5 separate regions of the Mus musculus genome follow, and all the other regions are linked to region 4. A link is a contact called in public HiCAR-type, HiChIP or PLAC-seq and promoter capture Hi-C data. All regions are on one chromosome and are shown on one strand. The core of a region is the stretch at or near the end of the contact, and the rest is flanking DNA. Distances in the headings are between cores, read along the strand shown. Region 1 holds the start of Apba2 (amyloid beta (A4) precursor protein-binding, family A, member 2). Region 2 holds the start of 1810049I09Rik (RIKEN cDNA 1810049I09 gene). Region 3 overlaps Tjp1 (tight junction protein 1). Region 4 holds the start of Nsmce3 (NSE3 homolog, SMC5-SMC6 complex component). Region 5 holds the start of Tjp1 (tight junction protein 1).

Region 1 (5,100 bases), core at 1,212-3,711, 370 kb after region 4:
AGACTTGAGGATTCCTCTGTGGTCAGGTAGATCCTACCCCCATTCTGCCTTTCCAACAGGGCGCAGTGACCAGTGCCCAACCTAAACAAAGCCTGGTAGATGCTAGCCTTACTATCAAATGCTTTTTTCCTCTGAGTTCCTCAGTTTTGTCTAGGAAAAGTCAAGGTGTTTCAACACTCCCTCTCAGCCTCCAGGGGTGTGATTGGTGTCTTTTACAATTATCTTTTATTTTTATCTGGCATTTCTTAGCTCAGTTGGCAAATTGGACATTTATGCACCTCCATTTCACAGACCATCCCTACCAATTATTACTGTGAAACTAATATTTTATTCAAAAAAGGAGGAGGAGGAGGAGGAGGGGGAGAGGGAAGAGGAGGAGGAGGAGGAGGAAGAGGAAGAAGAAGAAGAAGAAGAAGAAGAAGAAGAAGAAGAAGAAGAAGAAGAAGAAGAAGAAGAGAAAGAAAGGAAGAGAAAGAAAGAAAGAAAGAGAAAGGAAGGAAGGAAGGAAGGAAGGAAGGAAGGAAGGAAGGAAGGAAGGAAGGAAGAGAAACAGAAGGGTGTTATGCCAACTAGTTAACAAGCTACCACTTGGGTCTGGGGTTGCCTCACAGGGGAAAGAAGAAGGCAAGCAGAAGTGAATGGTCCTCAATGTCGGCCCCTTCCAGCACAAAGACTCAGGCTCACACCCACTCACAGACCATCTGATTCAGTGCGGCCCAGCACCCCAGACATGGAAAAGCAGCAGTGGGGTAAGTCTACTGCTGCCTGACACCCGAGAGATGAGAAAAGCTGGGGGTGGGGGGACATGGCTATACCCAGCTCAGAGACTGTCCCAAGGACAAGCGGACAAGGACTTGGTGGTGCCATGGAAGGAGAGGTGTTGGTACCTCCAGCTCATAGCCAGTTCCACGACCCACTAATCCCTTCCATGTGGCTTGGAGTCCCTGCAGGTTCTTCGTCTGTGTCACTCACCCCTCTGTTCCAGAGCTCCAAAGTTCAGGAGACCCTCTGCAGCACACCATGACCACCCAGCAATCTGAGTGCAGGACAAAGTCACCCAGCCACTCTGCCCTGAGTCCCCTGCCTCAGATTGCTGCTGTCCAGGAAAGCCCCATCCTTGCCTCTTTGGAGGGACCGGGCCCCAAAGGGAGCCTGCCCATTGGTTCTTGGCACCTGCAGATCAGTACTTCAGAAAAAGTTGTTCACTTGGACCCTTAAAGCTTACGGGTCTTTGTTTTCGAAACCACTATCCTTCCTCAAATCTATATCCATAAAGGAAGAAGGGGTCTTGGGGTCTAAGGGGACCGGGACAAATCAGTTCAGACATGAAGAAAGGCCAAGAAAAACAAGCAAGGTTTAAGAACTTCACCGTGCACAAGGCCTGAGTGAGCTGGCTTTATTTAAATTCGAATTTAAGTTTGGCCTCTGTCAAGTCACATACAAATAAACAGATATTAAAGAATTAAAAGTCTTCCATAACTGAATTCTAAGTTAAGACTAGTAGGCTTTATTTAAGGCGCCTACAGCCAGGGCAAGCCCTTGCAGAGCCCCACTGGTACCTGCTCCTATCCCTACCGCACTCAGGGGAAGTTCACCCACAGCTTTGGCATATAGAGGCCTGCTGCCCATACTGCTCCCTGTGAAAACAAGGCTTGAAAAAAGCTGGGATCAATGTTCCCCTTCATCCTCCATACCCAAGTCCCCTTGCCGGGCTCTGCCTGCCAAGAGGAAGCAGCCAGGATAAGGGGCATGTCCCCGCCGCATCCCCCCAGAGAATACGGGGTGTGGAATTTTTAACTGAGTTTCTCCCCCGGGCCTCATTATAAAGGGAAAGGGGAGGGAGGGGTACAGATCAAAGACCGGTTGCCTGGAAGCAGCGAACCCAGCAGCGACCCCAAACTCCCGAGTTGCCGCCCAGCATCGGGACTTGGAATCAGTGCCAAGCAGCTCCCCTCTAGACAACCCCCCCCCCAACGCAATAATAGGGGGACCCAGACGAGTGACCATCTCCTCTGGCCACACCAGGTAGCCCCGCGCCGCCGCTTCGCAAGCCCCTGATAACCTAGCGGCCAGCTGATCCCTGCCGCGCCCGGCCGCTGGTCAGTGGCTCGGAGGGTCCGGTGGGTCCGGAGAGAGAGGGGCGCTGGTCCGTAGCACCCCCCGGTCCCAGCGGTGGCCCGCTCTGTCGACGATGCCCCTCTGCCTCTCCAGAGCCCCACAAGGTCCGAAAGGGAGCGCTGGGACCACAGCATCCGCGCCCCCCACTGCGCCCCGGCTCCCCCCACGCGGAACCGGGCAACCCAGGCTGCTGCCGCGGAGACTCTGGCGCCCCGGGCCCCACTTACCTGCGCCCGCGCGGGTTGCGCGATGCGCCGCCGCCCCCGACTGGGTCGGCGAGGCCGAGAGCGGGGCGCCGCAGCAGCTCTTTGTGAGCCCGCGCCGAGCCGCACACCGAGACTGCTAATGAGCCCGGGAAGCTGGATAGCGGCGGGCGCGCCCCGGACGCCGCGCACGACACGCAGGGCCGCCTCTACCGGGCGCACGCGGCGCGGCCCGGGAGCACCCGCACCCGCACCGCCCTATCCGCCGCCACACCGACCGCCCCCGCTCCTCCTGCGCCCGGCCACGCGGGGTGGAAACGCTTTCTAAAGAGACCTTAGGGAATCAAGGGATTCAAGACCGCGCGGCCGCGCAAAGCGCAGACAAAGATGCTTCGGCGCCCAGCGCGGCGCCTCCGGGTGCGGCGCGGGGACAGCGGCGGGGACAGCGGACGAGCCCACCTGGGACCTGGGTCCTTGGGATACGGGCTGAGATAGGCTCCGCGAGTCGCGGTGGCCCCTTGAGGAGCACACAGGTTCCTGGGAGTGAGCTGGGACCGGCCAGTTGGGGAGCCTTAACAGTCTGGTCCTGGGCAGGCAGAACAGGTGAAGGAGATGCTGCCGGTGCCCGCACCCTGCCCCTGACGCCGCGCTGCCCCCTGGCGGGCTCCGGAGAGCGTGCGGCGCTGAGGGGCTGCGGCGACCGCGCCCTGCTCTGCCAGCTCCGCTCTATGCGGAGCCCCGGCCGGCCCGAATCCCTTGACTCTCTAGGGTATTGTGGCCCCAGAAAGCCTTTCCTGAGGGGCAAGCCTTGTCCTGCTTCCCCACAGTCAATCACCAGAAGCCTTCTGGCCACAAGGTCTTCTCACCCGGTCCCTGATAACCACACACAAGGTCTTCTCACCCGGTCCCTGATAACCACCGAGTCTCTGATACCTGTGTTGCCTGGGATGTCCAGAAGGGAGAGGGCCCCAACCTCTAATACCCCCAATGAGAACCAGTTGGCTACCCTCAGTAAGAAACAAACCTCTTGAAATTCTTGAACGTTGGGCTTTATTGTCACCTTTGACCTTTCACTCAGCCCTATGCATTTGTGGCAACTTGCAGGTTTAAGGCACACAGGGTGCTCTGTTTTAGGGAATGGGGGGCTCCACTTCAGCCCCCAAATGCTTCCAATTGGCCTGGTTCTCCCTCTTCCTCTCTCTCTTCCTTCAGTCCTAGCCTGAGATGAAGGCCAGGTGGCAGAAGATCAGAGGAATGTCACCAAAGGAAGAGGAGGGTGAGTGGGGTGAGAAAAGAACTTCCTGATGCCCACAGTGACAGAGGTGACCCCGAGAAGGGCCTGGAGAAAAACTGAATACAGGGGCAGACCTAGTAAGGACCTCCTAGGCCTGGGACCTGTCTGCCTCCCTCTCTTTCACCCTCCATTACCCCACCCCCCACCCCTACCTCACCAGTCAATAGCAGAGCAGCTCTGGCAGCTCAGGGACCAAATAGGTCCACCCTAGAGCCATTCTTCCTCCTCCTAGAGCTGACCATTCCTTCTTGCTTGTTGTCCATCACCTTAAATATTCTATTGACCCCCCTGACAAAAAGTTCAGCTCAGCTCTAAATGCAAAACTGTTCCATTGCACTGACTGCTAAGTGTGAGATCCAGATGTGTCTGTCTGCTCTGCAGGGCACAGGACATTGTGCACACTAGCAAGCACTCCACCTCCCTACCTGGACCTTGCCCAAGTTAAAAAATAAAATGGGCAACTCACAAGAAAGGAAATACAAACGACTTTTAATCTCTTAGCACTTCTATTACCCTTTCAGGGTGTGTGTGTATGAGTGTGTGTGTGTGTGTGTGTGTGTGTGTGTGTGTGTGTGTGTGTGTGTGAGTGTGTGTATGTATGTGAGTGTGTGTGTGTGTGTATGAGTGTGTGTGTATGTGAGTGTGTGTGTGTGTGTATGAGTGTGTGTGTGAGTGTGTGTATGTATGTGAGTGTGTGTGTATGAGTGTGTGTGTGTATATGAGTGTGTGTGAGTGTGTGTATGTATGTGAGTGTGTGTGTGTGTGTATGAGTGTGTGTGTGTATGAGTGTGTGTGTGTGTATGAGTGTGTGTGTGTGTATGAGTGTGTGTGTATGAGTGTGTGTGTATGAGTGTGTGTGTGAGTGTGTGTATGAGTGTGTGTGAGTGTGTGTATGAGTGTGTGTGTGTATGAGTGTGTGTGTGTGTGTGTGTGTATGAGTGTGTGTGTATGAGTGTGTGTGTATGAGTGTGTGTGTGTGAGTGTGTGTATGTATTGAGTGTGTATGTATGTGAGTGTGTGTGTGTATGAGTGTGTGTGTGTGTGTGTGTGTGTGTGTGTGTGTGTGTAGGTCATTACAACTTTCAGGAGTTGGTTCTCTCCTTCCACCATGTGATCCTGGGGATTAAATTCAGGTCATCAGGCTTGGCTGCAGACACCTCTAATTGCTGAGCCATCCTACCAGCTTACAAACAACTATTAAACATACGAGGGGCTGGGAGTGTGGCTCCACAATGGGACACCGTTGTAGAGTACATGAGACCCTGGCATCCACCCCAGCATCACAAAAGAAAAAGAAAAAGAAAAAGAAAACCGAAACCACACTAAGCTGTCATTGCTTTTACCTGTCAGAGACTCCAGAGTCAATAGCACAGTATGTTCCAGAAGTCAAGGGAAAGCTGGCAGACCTCCTCACAAGCCACAGGAGTATAAAGTGCACAACATCTATGGAAGAAAATCCAACCACTCTTATTAAAACCACACATG
Region 2 (4,861 bases), core at 24-2,523, 340 kb before region 4:
TTTTTTCACATCCCTGCCAGCATTTCTGCCCGTTCATTTTGTTGACGATGTCTACTCTGATGGGGTGAGAAGGTCTATTAATGTGATTTCAGTTTGCATTTCCCTCCTGGTTCAGGATATTGACTGGCTTTGGAATGTTTATTGGATGTTTGTATTTCTGCTTTTAAGAATGGTGTCATTCATTTGTCCATTTATGGAGTGGATGATTTGTTTGCTAATTTTTGTGGTGATAGTATTTAATTCAGAGGAGTCTCCGCAGATGCTGGGTATCAGTCCCCTTCTGATGTACAGCTGTAGATCTCTGGTTTTATAGGCTCCCACTTTACCCTGACAACTCTTGGCATCGTGGTGCAGAAGCTTTGAAATGTCATATGATCTTGTTTGTCAGATCTCAAGATTATTTCCTGAGCTTCTGGAGTTCTTCCCAGCAACACCTCTCCTATACTAAGCTGACTCTCAAGGGTCCCCCAAGTTTCCCCTTGGTAGTTTCTGAGTTTGGGATCGTCCGTTAAGGTCTTTATCCATTTTGATTCAACATTTGTACAGATGAAGAAATAAGGGGTTTATTTCTGTGTGGAAATCTAGGATGAATGAAAGGGGAGGAGGGTTGTGAAGAGTGAGAGAGAACATAAATTTGATTGGACAGTAAATAAAATGCATACATAAAATTAAATGAAAAACAATAACATCACCAAAGCTCCCATCCCCTCTCTCTGTCTCTCTAAGAGTCAAAGTATTTGTAAGAGTGTAGTGTAAAGAAAAAAGGGAAACATAAGGGGCAAAGAAAATGGATTTTGGAGCGTTTGTTTCTGGGTCTTCTAAAGTGCCATCCTCCAGGCAGACAGACAGAGATACGGTCAGTTGCCCTTGTGAACTGTCTTTCCTATGCCCCGGCTGGCTGCTGAGCCTTTCTGGACAGTGCCCACCAGCACTGTCTTCACTTCAGGAGATTCTATTTTTTGCCCACCAGAGGCCTCTGCTGGACACACTTGGCTCTTCAGTCTGTTGGGCCAAGCAGGTTCTTCCATTCTCCAGAGAAGCCATTACCCTCCGGGCTGGCTAAGGTTCTAACGGGAGTGTTCTATTCTCAGCACACTTCGAAGGACTAGAGAAAGACAGTGCTGGACAGGCAGATCTGTTTGTGTCCTTCTAAACTCCAGGAGTATTTAAACAGCCTGCTAGAGAGACCGGCCTTTGTGTCACCTGACCAGCTTCAGAGTTCTAAGAGTTCTGGCTCCAGCGGTTAAACCGGTTAAACCGCCTGCTGATCTCAAGTTGGAGCTTTCTGCAGTGATGAAGTCATCTCTGAGAGCTAAGCACTCCACTGCCCAAGCTGAGACTTCCACTGCGTGGACGTATTTTTGGCTTGTCAGCATCTGGCCCATCCCACTCGGTGACTGCTTGAGGTGGCCACGTCTCACTCTGGAGCTGTCACAGGTTAGACCTGCCATTTTAAGATCTGTCATATGCAGCAGCTGGGGACAGTCAGACTGCCTCACTGCAGTCTGTGAGACAGAGAACGATGGCAAATGCTCCCAACCATTCCCCTGTAAGTTTGTAGTCCTACCCACTGTCTGCTGCTCCCTTTGACTTGTAGGCTAGGCCAAGCTAAGTCACATGGTACGGAACTTCCTCATACCCCTTTGCAAATCGGAGTCAGAAACCCCTCGGTGTGTGGGATTTGAGGCTCTTTCCTTCGGACTCCCTGCCACATGGCGGCTGTCTCACAGATCCTCCGGGCTTTGAAGACTCTCTCCCTTCAGGAAAGCATCGAGCTGTCTGGTGTGAAGCTCTTTAGAACTCTCCAGCCTCAAGTCTCCAGCATGCCCTGCCCCATCTCCAAAATCTCTCTTCCAATAAAGCCTGATCTGAAAGGAAATCCAGGGTCAGCTCCTTTCCTAAACCTTGTGACTGATGGTTGCTTGTTCCCAGGCCTCTCCTGTGTCGTCCCCCCCCCCGCCCCTCCCCCCGTCCCCCTTCCCAGGAGAGTTCAGTTTTAAACAGTATTGTGTCTAGATAATTCCTAGTCACAGCGCTCACGTAGGGCCTCACTATGCAGTCCTGGCTGGCCTGGAACTCCATGCAAACCAAATGGGCCTCGAACTCACAGAGATCCATTTGCCACCCAGTACTAGAACCAAACGTGTGTGCCACCACACCCAGCCATGCCCAGTCCCGTTTACATTTCCTTGGTGGCCAGGGTGACTAGTCTTCCACTTATCTGTCCCTTTCCGTTCCTTTTTGTGAACAGTTTTTGTCTACATGTCTTTCACCCAGTTTTCTACTGGGTTGGTTTTTTTTTTTAATTGACTTATTTGCATATTATGAGTAGTTTGCATTTTTAATTCCTGTTAAACAGAGAGTGACAACTATTGCCACTACCTCTGCTGCATATTGAAATGTTTGCTGAGAAATCTTACCACGTGGAAAAATTAGGATTTTATGTTACCAAATTCAACCTTCAAGAGAAAAATAGGAATTTCAAGTCTTGTTCTGGGGCAGCTTTTGTGTTATCTTGCTCAGTAATTGGCAGCGCTTTCTCTCTGGCTCTGGGAGAGCCTTCCTTAGTCAGAGTCAGGTCCTGAGCACAGTGACTCTAGCTTACCTTCCACTTTCTCTTCTCTGCGGTCACCTGCTCCAAAGCGTTCCCCCTCCTTTATCTATCTATCTATCTATCTATCTATCTATCTATCTATCTATCTATCTATCTATCTATCTATCTATCTATCTGATAGCTACTGTGAGTTTATTTTCTGCTTTGTGCAAGACAGAGTTATGGGGTCAGGAAAGCTGAGTGCTGTGAACCAAGACGGGGCTCTTTCCCGCTCCTGCTGGTGTCTGTTCAGCTTGCCTAGTTTATAGGGAGGGATGAGACGGTGGGCTCTGGCCTAGCACCGCTTAAGCTTGGGCAGGCTGCTGATTCTGACAGATCAGGAGGAGGGCTCTGCTGTTGGGCTGCCCAGGATGGATGTGATCCGGCTTCTGGAGGCCTGTGGGAGTGTGTGTTCAGGAGACTCCAACACTGTAGCTATGAATGGAAGAGTAGGTTTCCCGAAAACAAACAAACAAACAAACAAACAAAACAAAACAAAACAAAACAAAAAAACAAAACTGGTCCACCAGTGGGGCACAGTGTCTCCTGGGTACCCAGCACATCTCCCCGGAACTTCACACTTCTGCAGCCAGAAGTCGCCAATAGTAATCCTGGGTAGCCATGAAGGAGCTGCTGGAAGGGATGGCTACCATGCTTCAGGGCCGAGTGTGTGTGTGTGTGTGTGTGTGTGTGTGTGTGTGTGTGTGTGTGTTAACTCAACTCAGACCGAAGCTACTGATTGCCAGTATCACATGACCAAGCAGCCTTACGTTTGGGTTCATTAAGTGGCCCCCAGGAGCACTCTAAGAAGCAGTACATATATTCCATTGAGAAAAATGGCCTTTAAAGAAAATGAACATCAATGATGAGAGTAATGAAAACAGGAGTGTCTGTGTCTAGTTTTTAAAAAATATGTGGCCAGGCAGTGGTGGTGCACGTCTTTAATCCCAGCACTTGGGAGGTAGAGGTAGGCAGATTTCTGAGTTTGAGGCCAGCTTGGTCTACAGAGTAAGTTCCAGGACAGCCAGAGCTAGACAGAGAGACCCTGTCTCCAAACCAAAAAACATATTGCTTTTGAGCATTCCATACATTTTATTATGAATATGATCATACTTCCTTTTCCCTCTCCAGCTCTCCTCATGCCCACCCAAACTGCCCCTTTCCAAGGTCATATTTGTTTGATAACCCACTCGGTTCAGCTGGTGTTGCCCATCCATGCATGGATGAGGGTCTATTCTTTGGGGCATGGGAAACCCACACGTGGCTACATCCTCAAAAAGATGGTCCCTTCTCCAGCACCTATTAACTACCAATAGCTCCCAAGCAATGCCTGTAACCTGGCTCTAACCCATCTATCCTAGGATTTTATCTGGCTGATCTTTGTCGGGTCTTGTGCAGGCGACCAGTGCTTCAGAGTTGATGAGTACAAAACCCACGTCAAGTACAGAATACAGCCTGCCTATGTGCCTTATATAGTGTGTCTTAGATAGCGTGTCTTACCCTGCTTCCCTTCCTCCAGCTCTTAGGTTCTCTTGCCCTCCTTCTTGACGATGTTCTCCGAGACACGACGCTGCAGGCATTGCTATAGATGATCTTTTAGAGCCAGGCACATGACCAGCTTCTCCTCACTTTCTCCTAACACGCATCCTTCCCTGACTTGATGCCTACTTCCAAGTGAAGCCTCTGGGCAGGGATGAGAGCTGCCTAGGGCCGTGGGCACAAAACTCTTCTTTTTCCTCAGCCTCATCAATTCTGGGATTACAGGTCTGCACCACCTCAAATGACATTTTAAAAATTACTCCTTTTATTTATTGAGATTAGGATATTAAATTTTTTATTAGTTCACTGAAAGTTTTCATAATGTGTTTTGATTATATCCCCCTCCCAAATCTTCCTAGATCTGCTCACCCTTCCTCCCAACCCAGCTCTGTGTACTTTTATTTAAACCCTTCAAGATAAATGTGTGATTCCTACTGTGCTTTCTTATTTATTAAATTTATTATTATTATTATAATTCTCCTAATTCACTTTATATCCCACTCACTGCCTATCTCTTGGTCACCCTTTCCCACAACCCTTCTCCCCATCCTCCCTCCCCTTCTCTTCTGAGCAGGTGGGGTCCCCCTGGGTAGGCCCCCCACTCTGGCACTTAAAGTCTCTGTGAGGCTAGGTGCATCCTCTCCCACTGAGGCCAGACAAGGCACCTAGAGAAACATACCCCACATAGTACAGGCAACAGCTTTTGGGACAGCCCCTGTTCTAGTTGTT
Region 3 (5,095 bases), core at 2,216-4,715, 430 kb before region 4:
GTTTCCTGTGTAACCAACTGAGCGTTAGCCACTCTGATTTAGAATACCCACCTCATGGATGTTCACGAAGACCCACAGTAGCTGTGAGACCAAAGAACCATGTTTGATACATTGAAATTACACTGGTAATTATAGTAGCCTCATTCTTTACTTTCAGAAAGGCAGTTTTGATTTTTTCTGAAAGGGCATACATAGTCTTAGCCCTCTAAGTAAGATTTTTCACTTGTTTAAGTAAAGAACTTCAAAATTGTTCAGGGAAATAAGGTTAAATACTTAAACTGTAACAGCAGTAAAGGGAAGTCTCTGCGTATTACTAGGATTTTCACTTGCCATTTTTGACCCCCCAGTCCTTCAGCTGTGGAAGAAGATGAAGATGAGGATGGTCATACTGTAGTGGCTACAGCTCGTGGCATTTTTAACAGCAATGGTGGTGTGTTGAGTTCCATAGAAACCGGTGTTAGTATAATTATCCCACAAGGAGCCATTCCTGAAGGAATTGAGCAAGAAATCTATTTCAAAGTCTGCAGAGACAATAGCATTCTCCCACCTTTAGATAAAGAGAAAGGTAAGTGTGCTTATTGTCTGCTTCACTGCAATAACTCCAGCGTAGCCCTGAGTGTACCTGTGTACGGCGGCCAGCCACAGGGAGAAGCAGAAAGCCTACCTGGATGGTTTAGGCTAAGCACAGCATTTTCTTTGTACAACTGAGGGCCTCTCAAATGAGCCTTCTGCAGAGAAGTGGTGCCACTGGCATGTGATTGGGGGGTGGGGGCCATAGGAGGCGCAGTACGTGTTCGACGGCAGGCCTCTCACATGACTGCTAGGTTGTTTGCCTGACCTAATCAAATTTGTAAGCCCATCCATCTTGGTATCACCCACCCAAGAAGGCTTTGCCCTTCCTGCCAACTATTACCTCAGGAGGCAACACTATTGAACACTCAGCACAGTGAGTAGCATGTCCTTAGAAGGTGGGAAGCATATTTCTGAACAGTTTGAGGAAGCCGAGAATGTCATTATTTTCATAGCCTTCCTAGATCCTTCCTAGATGATGAATTGAGGTGTGATTACTTTTAGCAGTTCTTGATTTCACTAAACATGGTATTGTAACCCACTTTCTAGAGGTACTCTGCCTTAAAAACAGTAGGACTCATATTGTTGGCCCTGCTTGAATACCTAAACACATGTATAGCAAACACTTAAAAATGAAAAGCATAGGTTAGTAGGATGGCTCAATGCGCAAAGGTGCCTCTTCTAACCCTAGAGATAAGACTTTGATTCCTGGGGCCCGCCCATACAATCAAAGGAGAGAACTGACTTCCTGCAGATTACACTCTGACCTTCACTAGCACAGCATGGCATGTGCACGTTCACACACACACACACACACACACACACACACACACACCAAATAAGGTCCTCCCCACCCCAACCCCCAGGGAATGCCAAAAAGTGCTTTGAATATGTTGTGCTACAGACTTAGTCGGTGGGATTGGAATTTAATAGCCCCTGGTTATATGGGATTTTATAGTACTAGAAATGTAAAATGGGCATCAGAGACGGAGTCTATTGGTTATATGTTGAAATATTTTTTCAGCCACATTGTTAGATAAAATATTAAAATGAATGTCACATTTCTTTTTCCTCTAATATATCTATTAAAATCTTACAAATTATAATTTTAGTGTCCACCGTATTTTTCTTAGCACTGCTATGGAGAACTAATGTTATTTGGCTTTAGCAAATGTGTACTAGGATTGACTGTATCTCGTGGGAAGACTTCAGTCATCTCTGTTGCTCCTTTCTCTCCTTGACTCCAGGTGAAACTCTGCTGAGCCCCCTAGTGATGTGTGGGCCCCATGGCCTCAAGTTCCTGAAGCCCGTGGAGCTACGCTTGCCACACTGTGCGTCCATGACTCCTGACGGTTGGTCTTTTGCTCTAAAATCATCCGACTCCTCGTCGGGTATGCTCTCCTCACTCTGTCTCTGGGCTTTGGGAACTGTCGTTGATTAATGCCTGAGCTCTTGGTGCTTCCCACGCTGTGTGTGAACAGGTCTTCCCTCTGTCCCTGTGGCCTCGGAAGCATTGCTAGTGTTTTAAACCTGCGGTTTATATGCTATAAATGCATATGGGACCGTGGAGACTTTTCTACCTTTTAATAATTGGCAATTTGGCTAAAAATTGGCTGTTCTTGGGGCTTAAAAATGTATATAATCTATCAGATTTTTTTCAAGGTGCAAAGTGTTTATTACACTTAGAAAGTTTCCACAGTGATGGTGCCTGGCCAGGGGCTTGGTTTTTTCCAGCCTGAACCTCTCAAGTAACTCTTGTTATGCACTGTTTTAAGTGACTTTTGCTCATTGGCTCATGATTTCAAAGCTTGCGTTGCATTTTCATATTTCTTGATTGAGTAACTTAGAAGTCAGTCTTTACTGCCAATATTGTTCACCCTAACAGGATCCTTAGAAAAACAAAAATGTAAAGTTTTGCCCCTAAATTTGTATAAGTCGGTGAGTGTTAGTAAGTTTCAGTTTGGTCCAATATGAAGCAAAGGTTACTACAGAGTTTACAGTAGGGTCCTATTTAAATATCCCTTTGGAAGAAAGCATTGTGGGCTGATTTTAAGTAGTGAAGGAAAAGTTAAGCAGTGTTGAAAATGGGCACTGAGAGGCCGGAGGATGCTGCAGTTTTGAGGCCAGCTTTATCTAAACTGCCTGCTGCAAGTGGCCTTACAGGATCCACAGATGAGCTACATGTTTGTCACTTCCAGTAATTGTGGGCTACTGTTCAGTTGTTCTGAGACCATACACTTTCTGTGAGCACTGAAGTGTGTTCACCCAGAAAATAAGATACACCTTGTGTGACCCACCCAGTACCGCAGTAGACCGTATTGCTACTGCTAACCTACCTGCTCAGTATGTGAGTGTCGCTAAGTACTGACGTGAGTGCAGCAAACGCTAGTATGTTGAGAAGAAACTTAAAACATAATGATGAGGAAGATGCCTTTGATTTCTAGAGTTGTCTGAGTAGTTTTGTCAGTGATTCCTTATTAAAGCATTCGATTCCTTATCAAATGTGATGCATATCTTACAGTACATAGAGGACACAACTGGAATAGTTGACAGCTGTTAGAGGGGTTGCCTGGTGCGTCACAAGAGGGCTAGTCGCTCCTCTGTGTCAGTTGTCTGGTGTTATTTGTGGCAGAAGCTTCTCACACTGCCTCACAGGCACAGAAGCTTTCCTGGCCTAGGCCTATTGGAAGGGAGGAACAGTCAGCAGCTTTGAGTCTCAACTCCCTTGGCTACCACAGAGGCAGTTTCCCATTGTTCACAGGTCATATCCACTGCCAGGTCTCTGTGCAGGATGTAAATCTGAAAATACCAAGGGTTTCTTTAAGACTCACTTAGAGCTACATAGCCAGTGGGTGTTTTGAATTCCCACAAATGCCACAAATGATTTTATTGCACAGCCAGAATTAGGGAAGACTCTGATGTTGTCTCACTGGTTTGGCTTGGTAAGGGGGAGGAGTCTTCAGGAAGTAGGTGCTACAGAACTTGGCAAAATACCCTTTGTTTGCAGTAACTGAGTGTGAGCAGTGTGTTCTTACATTTAGCTCAAATGGGTTAACATACAGTTCTATCCAAAAAGACGGTGTTAATAGTTGTGTACACTGCAGAGCAACTCCAGTTGTCTCAGCCATGTGATTGTCTGAGTCTTTATAACTTTTATTCCTATATTAAAAGTCCAGTGAATTGGATAACAAAAGAGACATCTAAAACAGCTTTCAGATGATTGTAGCCAGCAAGTCTACTTAAAACACTAAGTTTGGATAGAAGTATACTATTTGAAGAAATAGAAGAAAATTCTAATATGTGTGTTTATATTTGTTCCATTAATAGCAAAACATTGTGGGTAGCAGTCTAGACAATCATGAGTGACATCAGAATCTTTTTTTCCTCTCATAGGTGACCCTAAAACCTGGCAAAACAAGTGTCTTCCTGGAGATCCGAATTACCTTGTTGGAGCCAACTGTGTTTCTGTCCTGATTGACCACTTTTAATTCTTAGTGTATAGGAACTGGACTAAGCAATGTGAACGTGGATTGAACTTACTAAATCTAAATGGAACCACTCTAATGAGTATTATATTTTCTTAGAATTTATACTGCAATTGGTAGTATTAAGCATTTGTTGGAACTGATGAAGGTTAGCGAGCATGCCCCTGAGCCACGGTCAGAAAACATGCTACAAGCTATGTGTTATTGAGTGAAGAACTGTCAGGCATTGGCTAGAGGTTCAAAGATATTTTTGCTTTGTAATGATTTTTGTACTTTTTTATGGTCACTGCTTAACTTCACATACTGATTTCCGTTAAAAATACCAGCCAGTAAATGGGGGTGCATTTGAGTTCTGTTCTTTCCAAAGTACACTCAAAGTTTATTATGGCCTTGGCCTAGCATACACATTTTATTTTATTATGCATGAGGTAATGTGCACACATTTTTTACAAATGCACCTGGAATATATAACCAGTATAGTGGATTTAACAGAAATGTACAGCAGGGGGATTTATAACTTGGGGAGGGAGGGTCAAATGAAGACAATTACTTATTGTATATGAAAACACATTTCTTTTAGGGAAGGACACCAAAGCATGTGAGCCCGGTTCATGGCCTCTGAATCTATAAATTAACATATCACCACAGACATGTAACCAGCAGGAATGCCTTACCCTAGTGGGTTTAATTCTTCCATCATTTCGCTGTGTATTACTAAGTTTTTATGAGTTCTGTGCATATCTAGATACTGTACCATGGAAAAGACTGAGTAGATTGTGGACTTGATGGTTTCAGAAATGTGCAAATTACCTGGAAGAAAATAATGGTGTGACTTAAAATATTTTTTTGACAGGGGGAGTGGCAGTCTTCTGTTCTTTGGGCTGTGCATCTGAGATGTTTGATGCTTTCAGGACGCATGTACATAATGCGTGCATACCACTTTTGTTCTTGGTTTGTAAATTAACTTTTATAAACTTTACCTTTTTATACATAAACAGAACCAAGTTTCTAAGGCTACCTTTGTATTCTCTCCTGTACCT
Region 4 (4,738 bases), core at 1,705-4,204:
GTTATTTTAAAAAAGGGACTGTGTCTCCTTCCACTTGGACTAAAGGTGTATACATTTATTTAATTAATCTGTCTCCTGGGCTGTGGGCATAGCACAATAGTAGCACATTTGCCCAATGTATGAGAGGCCCCAGATTTGACCCCCAGGACTGCAAAAACCAAACTAAATTTTAAAACTGCCTCATGAATTTAATTCTGCAGCCCGACCAGGACCCTAAGAAAGTCAACCCCTAAACAGAAACTAACAGTACCTAAGCACCCTGCCAGCCCCTGTGCTAGGTCCTTAGCAAACAAATCCCAGCTAATTCTTTGAATTCGGAATTCCTTGGTTTCAGATTGTTGGTCTGGAAGCTGAAATTTGGAGTGTGGGTAGCTTTTCCAGAATTGTAGTCTAGATTCCCTGAGGCCAAAGTTATATTCTTCAGGGTCACCTTGTCTACGTTCTACCTATCTGTTTCTCCATGAATGAAAGTAATAGACCAACAGGCCCCACAGGGTTGGTGTGAGGCTGAAGAGGCAGTGTTTGCAGTTACCTTTGCAAAGGCATTGACTCTTGCCTTTGCCACCTTCCGTGTTAGGACTTCATAGTTTCCATTGTCGGTTGGAAGTAGGATGCAGGGTCTGGGTGACCTTCTCATTGCAACTTCTAACCTCCATTTTAATAACATCATTCTGTGCCTGTGTTTTCTCGTCTGCATCCTGGATGGCATGGAGAAAGGTGTTTTGAGATTTAAAACTGTATCCTTCTTCCTGTGTTTTGAGTCATGATCATCTGCTGTCTGTGTGGGGGGTGCTGCTAAAAGATGCTGTGGTTTCTAGTCTTGGGTGCTAGCCTAGCTTCTGGAGTCGCATGGTTCTCTGTGAAGAAATTAACACAGAAAATACTGAAACGCAGCCTGATGGCTGACAGCAGCTCTCATCTTATTTTCCTTTTCTCTCTTATCTCTTGGCTGCTGAAATTGTTTGGCTCAAGGCACAACTGATCCTTCTGGAGGGACCTTTTTGCAGATTTTTTAGATCGCAGGAGGCTTTGATGAACTTAAATACAGAATTCAGTATGCAGGGAAACTGAAGCAGATGAATGGAAGAGTGTCATGATGCTGTGTTTTATTTAGTTGGTCTCGGTCCATTTTGTGTTGCTGTAAAATAATGCACAGAGTGAGTAAACTGGAAATAGGAGAATTGTCCTCCACTCGTGACTCTGAAGGGTGGGAGGACTAGGGGCCAGGTACCACATCTGTGGAGCATCACTGTGTCGTGAGAGGTTTAGAGAGTACAATGGCAAAATTGATTTAATCTTAACTCATTACAGAGAACATGGCATTCATTCACTCATGAGGACAAAGCCCTCTTCAGTGGGGGGATTACATTTCCAACATGCAAGCTTTAAAGGACACATTCAAACTGTTGCAGCCTCTGCCATTGCGACCAACCTTTGATGATGTCTTCGTAGACCCTGTATGGAATAGAAAGTTACTGCTCAAAGCTCACTAGATTTCAGAACACTTGAATCACAACATGGGGTGGGATTTTATATTAGCATTGCAGGTCCCATTATCAGAGTGCATTTTCATATTGAATTATAAACAAAAATTTTATGCTGCTTACATTTAATGAAATTTTAATAAGGCCATGTTTTGGTGTTATTATTCAAATAATGTGATCTGAATTGCTTTCCTCTGAATATATTTGCATTAAGGAGGAAATCAATTTGAGTTCGTTCTCTGAATAGTTTACCTATTTTCTTGGTAGCTTTAAAAAAGAGAGAGGAAAACTCAGTTCCGTTGTCAGTAAATGGAGAAGAAACCCATTTGCTGAGATCCACAGCAGTAATAGCAACAGACTGCTGATGGTTTGAGTTAATGAAATGACTCATTTTGTCTATTAGAGTTGCACAATTTAAACCATCTACAAGCCACACACACCACAAATTATAAAGGATGATAGCTCTTCTCTTTCTTATTGAGATTTTAAAGCTTATATATTAAGAGAGAGAATTAAGAAATTCACATTATTGCTACTCCCAATCATTGGTAACCTAAATTAAATGGTAATCTCTGGAGAGAGCAAGTGCCTCTGGGGTTAGCATTCCTCTAACATGTTTCTGCTAAAATTGTGGATGTGGGTCCGCGGCAGTTTTCCCAAACATGTCTTCCAAAAGGTCAGTCCACATTACCAAACTAAGTCACGTTATTGGCAGTGCTTACGTGGTTTCTCATGGTCATCTAACTGAAATTCAATGAAGAGAATGTGAACCTGAAAATTGCAGAAGTCTTGCTTTTAAGAATAACTTCCCTTACAGACTCAAGGGATTGTACAGAAATTAACTGGCCAGGTGGGAATGAACTCTGCCAAGGACAGATACCGGGACAGGGTCCCCTAGTCTGTCATGTCCCGCATTTGGTGCACAAGTCAACACTTTTTTTTATTTGGGGGGGGGGGGGGGTTCGAAACAGGTTTTTTCTGTGTAGCCCTAGCTGCACCGGAACTCACTCTGTAGACCAGGCTGGCCTCGAACCCAGAGACCTGCCTGCCGCTGCCTCCCAAGTGCTGGGAGTAAAGGCGTGCGCCACCACTGCCCGGTAACTCTTTTTTTTTTTTTCTTGACTTTCCAGATCTTTTCCTCCTCTCCCTTTATTTTCCCACCCGCACACATTTATCCTTTGTGTTCCATAGACAAACTTTGTAGCTTAAAAACTAACCAAAAACTATTAGACGTGTCTAAACAGGTGTGCCCTAGAACTCAACCGCACACTTGCCGAGAAGTTTTGGTTCTTGTTTTCTATTTATATGAGCTCATAAACACCATTCAATTCTCATTAAAACTGGGGATAAAGCCCAGGAGGAGCTGCTGCCAGCGCCGAGGCCCTCCGCATGCGCAGTAGCTATGAAGAGTCCCCGCCCCCGCAGGCTGGCTCCCAGTCGTATCGCTCCGCCTCCCGGACGCAGCGCGCCGGCGACGTGACGTCACGCGCGCGCCGCAGCTTCTCTCCCAGCCTCTGGGGCGCGCTCGCTCGGCGGAGTCTTCTGGCGGTTGCTGCTCCCGATCGCGGCCTGCTCTCCGCCGACCGGGGACATGTTGCAGAAGCCGAGGGGCCGCGGTCGGCCCAGCACGCAGGCTGACCCGGAGCGGGACTGGGGAGGCGCTGGCGAGGAAGGACCCAGCACGTCCCGCGCCGCGGGCGGCTCCTCCCAGGGCTCCCGCGCTTCCCTGTCGGCCCCGACCGTGGGGCCGCGCACTCAGAAGCAGCTGGAGCTGAAGGTGGCCGAGCTGGTGCAGTTCCTGCTGATCAAGGACCAGAAGAAGATCCCGATCAAGCGGACGGACATCCTGAAGCACGTGGTGGGCGACTACCGGGACGTGTACCCCAACCTTCTGAAGCTGGCCGCCGAGCGCCTGCAATACGTGTTCGGGTACAAGCTGGTGGAGCTGGAGCCCAAGAGCCACAGCTACATCCTCATCAACATGCTGGAGCCGGTGGAGGCGGATGCGGAGATGAGGGGCGATCAGGGTACCCCCATCTCGGGCCTGCTTATGATAGTCCTGGGGCTTATCTTCATGAAAGGCAACACCATCACCGAGACTGAGGTCTGGGACTTCCTGCGACGGCTCGGAGTGTACCCCACTAAGAAACACTTAATTTTTGGCGACCCAAAGAAACTCATTACCGAAGACTTTGTGCGGCAGCGCTACTTGGAGTACCGGAGGATACCCCACACCGATCCTGTGGACTATGAATTACAGTGGGGCCCGCGAACCAACCTGGAAACCAGCAAGATGAAAGTTCTTAAGTTTGTGGCCAAAGTCCATAACCAGGACCCCAAAGACTGGCCCACACAATACTGCGAGGCTTTGGCAGATGAGGAGAGTAGGGCTAGACCTGCAACTGCTAGTGCCCCAGCCACATCCTCTTGAACTCTTTGAGTTATGGTCTGAGGGACTCTGGAGATCCAGTATAAAAGAACAGGGGGAATGGGGGTCGGAGGAAGCTTGATTCTGCTACGCATAAAGGCCTTGGAGCGTTAGGATGTGTTGCAGGGTTTTTTGTTTGATTTTTTTATTATTATTATTATGGTTTGGAGCTTTAAATTTTCATTTAATTGTCTTTTTGTTTATAAAGAGTTTTCTAACTTTCTAAACCTAAATGAAATTGTATGATGCCAAACATATTCAAGAAGGAACACTTTGGTAAATTGCTTTGATGTTCTAGACGATAAAGAAACAGGGTAGCTATTATCTTAATGACTAGTTCCTGGGGAAAAATAAAAGTCTTTTTAAAATTGAAAATAAAATTGTTTTAGCTTCTTGTCAACACAGCTTTAAATATACATATTCTGTTGGGTGTGAGCACTTGTGGTCCCACGAAATCTATGTGATGTGTTTTCTAGCATTTTTATATTCATAATCATAATTCTGTTGTCCTATGGGTTCTACTTAAGATTCTTTTCTAGTATAACAAATACTATACTTTTGAGTCAGTTCACCATTATTATTATTATTGTTTCCCTGTTAGAAATTGCGGCTAAAAAGGAAATGTCATGATTCCAGACTTTTTTTTTTTTTCCATGATAAGCTAAGTCAATGGTGTTGCAGAAGTGTGTGAATGTGTATTAGAGCAAGTTGTAAAAATCGTTAGGTCTCCGGTTTATAAAACAGTGTCGTGTCGTATCGATTAACCAGGCCTGATTGGGAACCACACTGCCCAAGTGCAGATCCTGTTCCACCAGAAGAATTTAGC
Region 5 (5,217 bases), core at 554-3,053, 500 kb before region 4:
AAAAAAAAGAATCCGGGCGTGGTGGTGCACGCCTTTAATCCCAGCACTCAGGAGGCAGAGGCAGGCGGATTTCTGAGTTCGAGGCCAGCCTGGTCTACAGAGTGAGTTGCAGGACAGCCAGGGCTACACAGAGAAACCCTGTTTCAGAAAAAAAAAAAATCTATTCAACTTACCTAGTGCAGCTTATAGTTCATGTTAGATAATTTAATTTGGTTACTCAAAATACCACTGGAAAAATTTTAAGAATGGTTACATTATTTGGAAATTTTTAATTGACACACTTTTTAAAGCAAAGTGTTCTGAAAGTGAAATGGTTTTCCTTGATTTCATTTTTTTTTTAAAGCCATGGCAAGATAAGACCAATCAGGTAAATTAGATGTAGACACGATGTAGTGATCTAATATTTAGCTTACATAATAGACTTGATAAACTGATTGACCAAAGAGAAAAGGGAAGGAGTAGGCGCATCAAACTGCTAGGCAGGTTTGCAGAGTGCATCTCTTATTAAATGGTAATGCCCTCCCTGGTATGAAAGTCCTTCAGGAACCGCTTTCTCAGCCACAGCACACCCAAGTCTTTTATAATGCTGTTTTCTCATAGGATAAATTTAATCACCCCCTTTGAGAGAACACAGGACACTTTGCCTGTGAAATAACTACACACACCACAACTAAAACAAAACAAAACAAAAAACAAAACTGACTTTAACTGTTTTCCTACATGCCGAGAAACAGGGTTTGGTTTGCACGATGCTCTTTTCTGGTTCAGCTGGCTTAGAGTTACAAAATACTTGACTTTGAAACCTTAATTGATGTTTACATTTCATGTATGGATATTTCCAAGTTAGAATTAGGTTTAAATTGGTCATATAGTTGAATTCTCAAAAGACAACAATAGTCTAAAAGCCGATGCTTCTGTCTCCCTCTTCCTTGTATGGCTACTGTAGCACTATGCTAGGTACTTTAGGATGTTATCTAATGTTACTAAATTTTTCTAATATTCCTTAAGAGCTTTGCAGTATACAGAATGTAAATTAATGAAGCTCGAAATAGTTTTCTACCTAATTTTTTTTTTTTTTTTTTTTTGGTTCAGCAAGACAGTTGGCCTAAGTTTGCACAGTGGCCTATTGAACTTGTTGAATTCCGCGTGTCCTTACATCCTTTTCTGGTTTAGAAAGGCAGGCAGCCTGCTCTGTCTCTTCAGGGGCCAAGAATTTCAGCAATCTTGATAGCCTAAAATATTCTATTGAGATCCCTGTCTAGCGAGGCGGGAGAAGGGGGCTGGGATTATCTCAGTGTCCAGATTTGTACCTGGTTTATTTAAGGCAGTCGGTTTGTCCTGAGCCTTCTAGAACGCTTCTGTTGTGCTTTAAACAAAAACATATCTCCAATGGGGTAACAGTGCCGAGACACATGGTGACAGTTGTGACCATTGTTACTTGCGAGGCTAAAGAAACCACAGTTGGGTATTGGCCAGGCCGACCTTAATTGTCACACTCCTGCGTGGGGCCCATCTGGGGTTGCTGGTTGAGGAGAAAGTAGACAAGTCTGTGTAGGGAGTCAAAAAGCTTTAGTACACAGGAGTTTGGGGTTCTCGGGGGTGGGGGTGAATCGAATTCTGCCGGATCTGTGATAAAAACAAACAGGATGGATCGCGCGGCAGCGGAAACCGCCTAGCAAGTAACTTGGGTAGCCGAGCTTTTCCTTCCGCGCGGGGGTCGGACCCGGCCTGGCCCCGCCCCTCGCGGAGGCCCCGCCCCCGCCGGCTGGGCATGCTCAGTGGCCCGGTCCGGCAGGTTTTGCGTGGCCGCCTGAGTTGCCCGCGACGGCTCTGCCCGCCGACGGCACGTCTCTCGGCGGCCGCGCGTTCCGGGGAAGTTACGTGCGGGAGCAGGCTTTGGAGGAGACGCCCGAGGGTGTAGGGGACAGCCGGAGGCCCGGGTACTGCGGAGCGGCGAGCCGGCGGAGGGCGGCGGAGGCCGAGCAGGCGGCCGGGTGTGCCCCGCGGAGAAGCCCGGGCGGGGCGGACGCTTCCCGGACTTTTGTCCCACTTGAATCCCCTCCCCGTGGGCCGGGCCTTTCCGGCCTCCCCCGCCCCTGCCCCGCTCGTCCCCGGGAGATGTTTATGCGGACGGTGGCGTGAGGAGCGGGCGGGCCGGCGGCGCGGAGTTTCGGGTCCGAGGAGCTTCGCGCGGCGCGGAGAGAGACAAGATGTCCGCCAGGGCCGCGGCCGCTAAGGTGAGAACCTCTCGGCCAGCCGGGCGGCGGGCTGGGCGGCGGGGGGCGGCGGGGGAGCCTCGCCCCGCCCTCCCCGCGGCGGCAGCCGGGGGCGACCGCGGCGGGGCGGTGAGGGAAGGCGGGAGGGCGGGCTGGGGGTGCGCCTGCCGCCCGGGCAGGTGCACGGCTGCCGGTGCCTGGCTCCGGCTCGCGCTGGGAGGCGACGTGCAACAGGTCCCGCGCCTGGAAAGTCGCCCCGGGTGAGGATTCTCAGGTCCCGGGAGCGTGTCTGCGGAGACCCGGGGGTGTCAGCTGCAGCAGGAGGGTGGGTGGGTAGCCGCGGGGCTGGCTCTGGAGGAGTGGTTGGTACCCGACGAAACCCTATAGTTTCGATCTGATGTCACCCGCTGCGGTATGCGCAATGGCAGCGATAAAGCTTGGAGACAGCAAAACACTCAGCTCTAGAGTAGCTATGGTTTATTTTGAGGTTTATTATTTATGTGAGGCCACAGAAGGAGGAAAGTTTTTAAGCACTTTAATTTCAACTTTCAGAAGTAGCACAAAGTGTCCCTACACATGGACAGTAAGATGGGTGCAAACCAAAAGAGCCCGGTGAATTCTGCACAAAACAACTTGCCTATTTTCCTGTGTGCTTTGAAGTGTGCTTCTTGACAGTGTGTTATATTATTATTACATTAGGCTAAAATTCTTAAAGATGAAGTAGAATCCTTCTTTTGTACGTTTTAATTAAAAAAAAATCCTAAAGTGCTTGCTTTTTCAATGACAGACATACAGTGTGAGAAAAATCAATCCGTTATTCAAACAGCTTAAACAGGTGGTGATTTTATGTAGTTTTCTATTTGAAATACTTAATCATAACCTTTGAGAATAGATGGAAATTTCTGAATTCTTGACAGGACCTTGTTTCTTTGGCAGATACAAGGTTTAGTATAGATTGTTTTAAGGAATAGAGTATTGCTCCTGTAGGAGTAATTTAGTTTGTATCTTTTTTTTTGAGCAAACATTGATAAGAGATCTAAAAGAAAGACTGGGTCCAAAAACTAGAATCAGTGCAACATTTGTTACTTTTAAAATATAAGTGATGATATTTGCATTTGCTGGGACTTCCTTTCCTGGGATGAAAGGCTTTGTTGCCATATTACACAGAATGTCAGTTTGTTTCAGAGTGTGAGCTCTGGTACTTGTTAGTCAAGACAACACACTTGGAAAGTGTTATTCCAAGAGAAGTGTTTCCAATAGCTTGCTGTGGCAAGGTGATTTAGAAGGTGTGCTTTTACACATAAATTATGGTATTGAGATCTTATGGCACATAGGGGCACCTCTGTAGTTAAATATTTGCGTCCTTAGCTGGGAACTGAAGGGTTATTTTCTTGGATGCAGTCTTACATAAAGCCAGGCCCTCCCTCAATGAGCTAGTGAATGCAGTGTTAACCAGTTGCCTCCTTCCCTAAGTCACATTTATTGTTCTCAGGGAACCCAAAATGCTTAAGCTCCAGCTCCATGGTTGTTTTACATAGGGTGCTTTTGTTTCTCCTACCCCTGTGAAGACATACAGACACTCGTTTTGCAGCCTGCTCTTGTGTTTTTGGCACAGCAGTTGTAGAACTTGAGTGCGTCAGTACTTTTCATTCTCCAGCTTTGTAAGGTCGAGTAGTTTTCACCATGCCGCTCCAGTCATCACTGCCTTTTGGATGGAGCTGTTGGGCTTGTTTCCAGGATATTGTTATTGCAATGAGTATAATTTATATAATTGTATTTACATTTTTGTATTGTACACCTGCTACTCTATGTCAGCTTATTAAAAGTGAAACTGCTATGCCAAAGAGTGCGTTTCAAATTCTGATATACACAAACTCTTACTCCAAAGTCTTTACCTAAGAATAAACACAGCAAATATTGGTGAGTTGGCCTGAATCTTGATGAAGGACATAAATCCAAGTCAGTGCCATAAAACTCTGTGGCTGACGAGAGTCAATAGATTTACCCATGGTCCCTGAATTGATGGTTAAGTGCAGCGACTTCTAAGGAGAGTTCCATTGTGGTGGTATAGAAAGCATGTTAGCTGAAGATGTTTATCTTACCACGTAGATGAATGCAAGGAGAAAGTCCTTTCAGAAAACCCAATTTATTATAAATTCAGAGTACTTTAAAATAGAGAATGGAGTCACATAGTCAGAAATAACATATTTATGGGCTGTTAGTGATTGTGATCAACATTAAATATGAGCTAAGATAGCGGGCGTGGTGGCGTACACCTTTAATCCCAGCATTTGGGAGGCAAGAGGCAGGCGAATTTCTGAGTTCAAGGCCAGCCTGGTTTACGGAGTGAGTTCCAGGACAGCCAAGGCTACACAGAGAAACCCTGTCTCGAAAACACCAAAATAAGTAAATAAATAAAATGAAAAATATGAGCTAAGATTAATCTGTGGGGGTAATTCAATTGATTCTCACAGTAATGCTATGAAGTGGAAGCAGAAAGCTTGTGATATGCACATTTAAGACAAGCAAAAGGGAAAACTGAATATATGTCAAACTAAGTATAGATCATCGGGAAAGAATCCCTTATTTCATAAATAGAACTACAAAGACTGGTATCCTGTTTTAAAAGTTTCTCTTTTCTGCTTCATATGAAACAACAATAAGATCCTGATGACTCTTGGAGTTATTTCTTGTGGGTGTGTATGATGGAGGTACGTGCTGTGGTGACATGACCAGTGGCGCTCAGATGACAGTTTAGTGGCTTTGGTCAGGCTTGCATCCATGAGTCACAAGCATCTTTAGTCACTAACCATCTTTCCTTCCTTGCCCCTCATGAAGGTTTAAACGTTTGAAAAAATAATTGACAAAACACGAGAAAAGAAGTGCAGGGAGGCACAGACACGCACGCGCACACGCACACGCACAGGGGAGTGATTGGGAAGGGATTCTCTGCTGATGATAGTGAGTAAATAAAGGGAAAGAAAGGCCTGTGTATGGTGTG

Evidence for each region. Promoter capture Hi-C pulls out the DNA fragments that hold promoters and counts their contacts. HiCAR-type assays count read pairs that join an accessible place to other places. HiChIP or PLAC-seq counts read pairs in DNA pulled down with a chosen protein or histone mark.
Region 1: a contact with region 4 is called in a HiCAR-type map of astrocytes, with 2.2 times the contacts expected there. The contact joins the promoter of Apba2 here to the promoter of Nsmce3 in region 4. A contact is called at or near these places in 3 of 39 promoter capture datasets (hippocampal neurons and liver), 1 of 484 Hi-C or Micro-C datasets (embryonic stem cells) and 1 of 115 datasets of contacts at active chromatin or transcription factors (astrocytes).
Region 2: a contact with region 4 is called in an H3K27ac HiChIP or PLAC-seq map of embryonic stem cells, with 3 times the contacts expected there. The contact joins the promoter of 1810049I09Rik here to the promoter of Nsmce3 in region 4. A contact is called at or near these places in 2 of 39 promoter capture datasets (cranial neural crest and neural stem cells), 7 of 115 datasets of contacts at active chromatin or transcription factors (embryonic stem cells, large pre-B cells and stem cell-derived neural progenitor cells) and 1 of 9 other capture datasets (embryonic stem cells).
Region 3: a contact with region 4 is called in a promoter capture Hi-C map of the C10 cell line, with 4 times the contacts expected there. The contact joins the enhancer-like site here to the promoter of Nsmce3 in region 4. A contact is called at or near these places in 6 of 39 promoter capture datasets (the 3T3-L1 cell line, the C10 cell line, embryonic stem cells and 2 more) and 4 of 115 datasets of contacts at active chromatin or transcription factors (astrocytes, large pre-B cells and stem cell-derived neural progenitor cells).
Region 5: an H3K4me3 HiChIP or PLAC-seq map of stem cell-derived neural progenitor cells shows a contact between it and region 4, with 2.7 times the contacts expected there. The contact joins the promoter of Tjp1 here to the promoter of Nsmce3 in region 4. A contact is called at or near these places in 2 of 39 promoter capture datasets (both in the C10 cell line) and 4 of 115 datasets of contacts at active chromatin or transcription factors (large pre-B cells, microglia, pancreatic cancer cells and 1 more).

Annotation. Positions count from the first base shown.
Region 1 is chr7:64,499,499-64,504,598 of GRCm38.p6, reverse strand. Apba2 (amyloid beta (A4) precursor protein-binding, family A, member 2) reads right to left here and starts at 2,461. Exons shown (of 15, transcript NM_001291166.1): 1 at 2,346-2,461.
Region 2 is chr7:65,209,832-65,214,692 of GRCm38.p6, reverse strand. 1810049I09Rik (RIKEN cDNA 1810049I09 gene) reads left to right here and starts at 1,273. Exons shown (of 2, transcript NR_166507.1): 1 at 1,273-1,437; 2 at 1,598-1,879.
Region 3 is chr7:65,296,536-65,301,630 of GRCm38.p6, reverse strand. It overlaps Tjp1 (tight junction protein 1), which reads left to right. Exons shown (of 27, transcript NM_001163574.1): 25 at 348-565; 26 at 1,818-1,961; 27 at 3,964-5,095. The coding sequence ends at 4,058. Among named protein-coding and RNA genes, the nearest start is that of Tjp1, 72 kb to the left of the region's middle. Within about 2 kb of position 3,465, at least 4 of the 459 cell types and tissues checked have an H3K27ac peak or open chromatin away from gene starts, as enhancers often do.
Region 4 is chr7:64,871,256-64,875,993 of GRCm38.p6, reverse strand. Nsmce3 (NSE3 homolog, SMC5-SMC6 complex component) reads left to right here and starts at 2,954. Exons shown (of 1, transcript NM_023239.5): 1 at 2,954-4,312. The coding sequence starts at 3,076. The coding sequence ends at 3,915. All of the region lies in intron 2 of Fam189a1 (family with sequence similarity 189, member A1), which reads left to right.
Region 5 is chr7:65,367,830-65,373,046 of GRCm38.p6, reverse strand. Tjp1 (tight junction protein 1) reads left to right here and starts at 1,803. Exons shown (of 27, transcript NM_001163574.1): 1 at 1,803-2,237. The coding sequence starts at 2,211.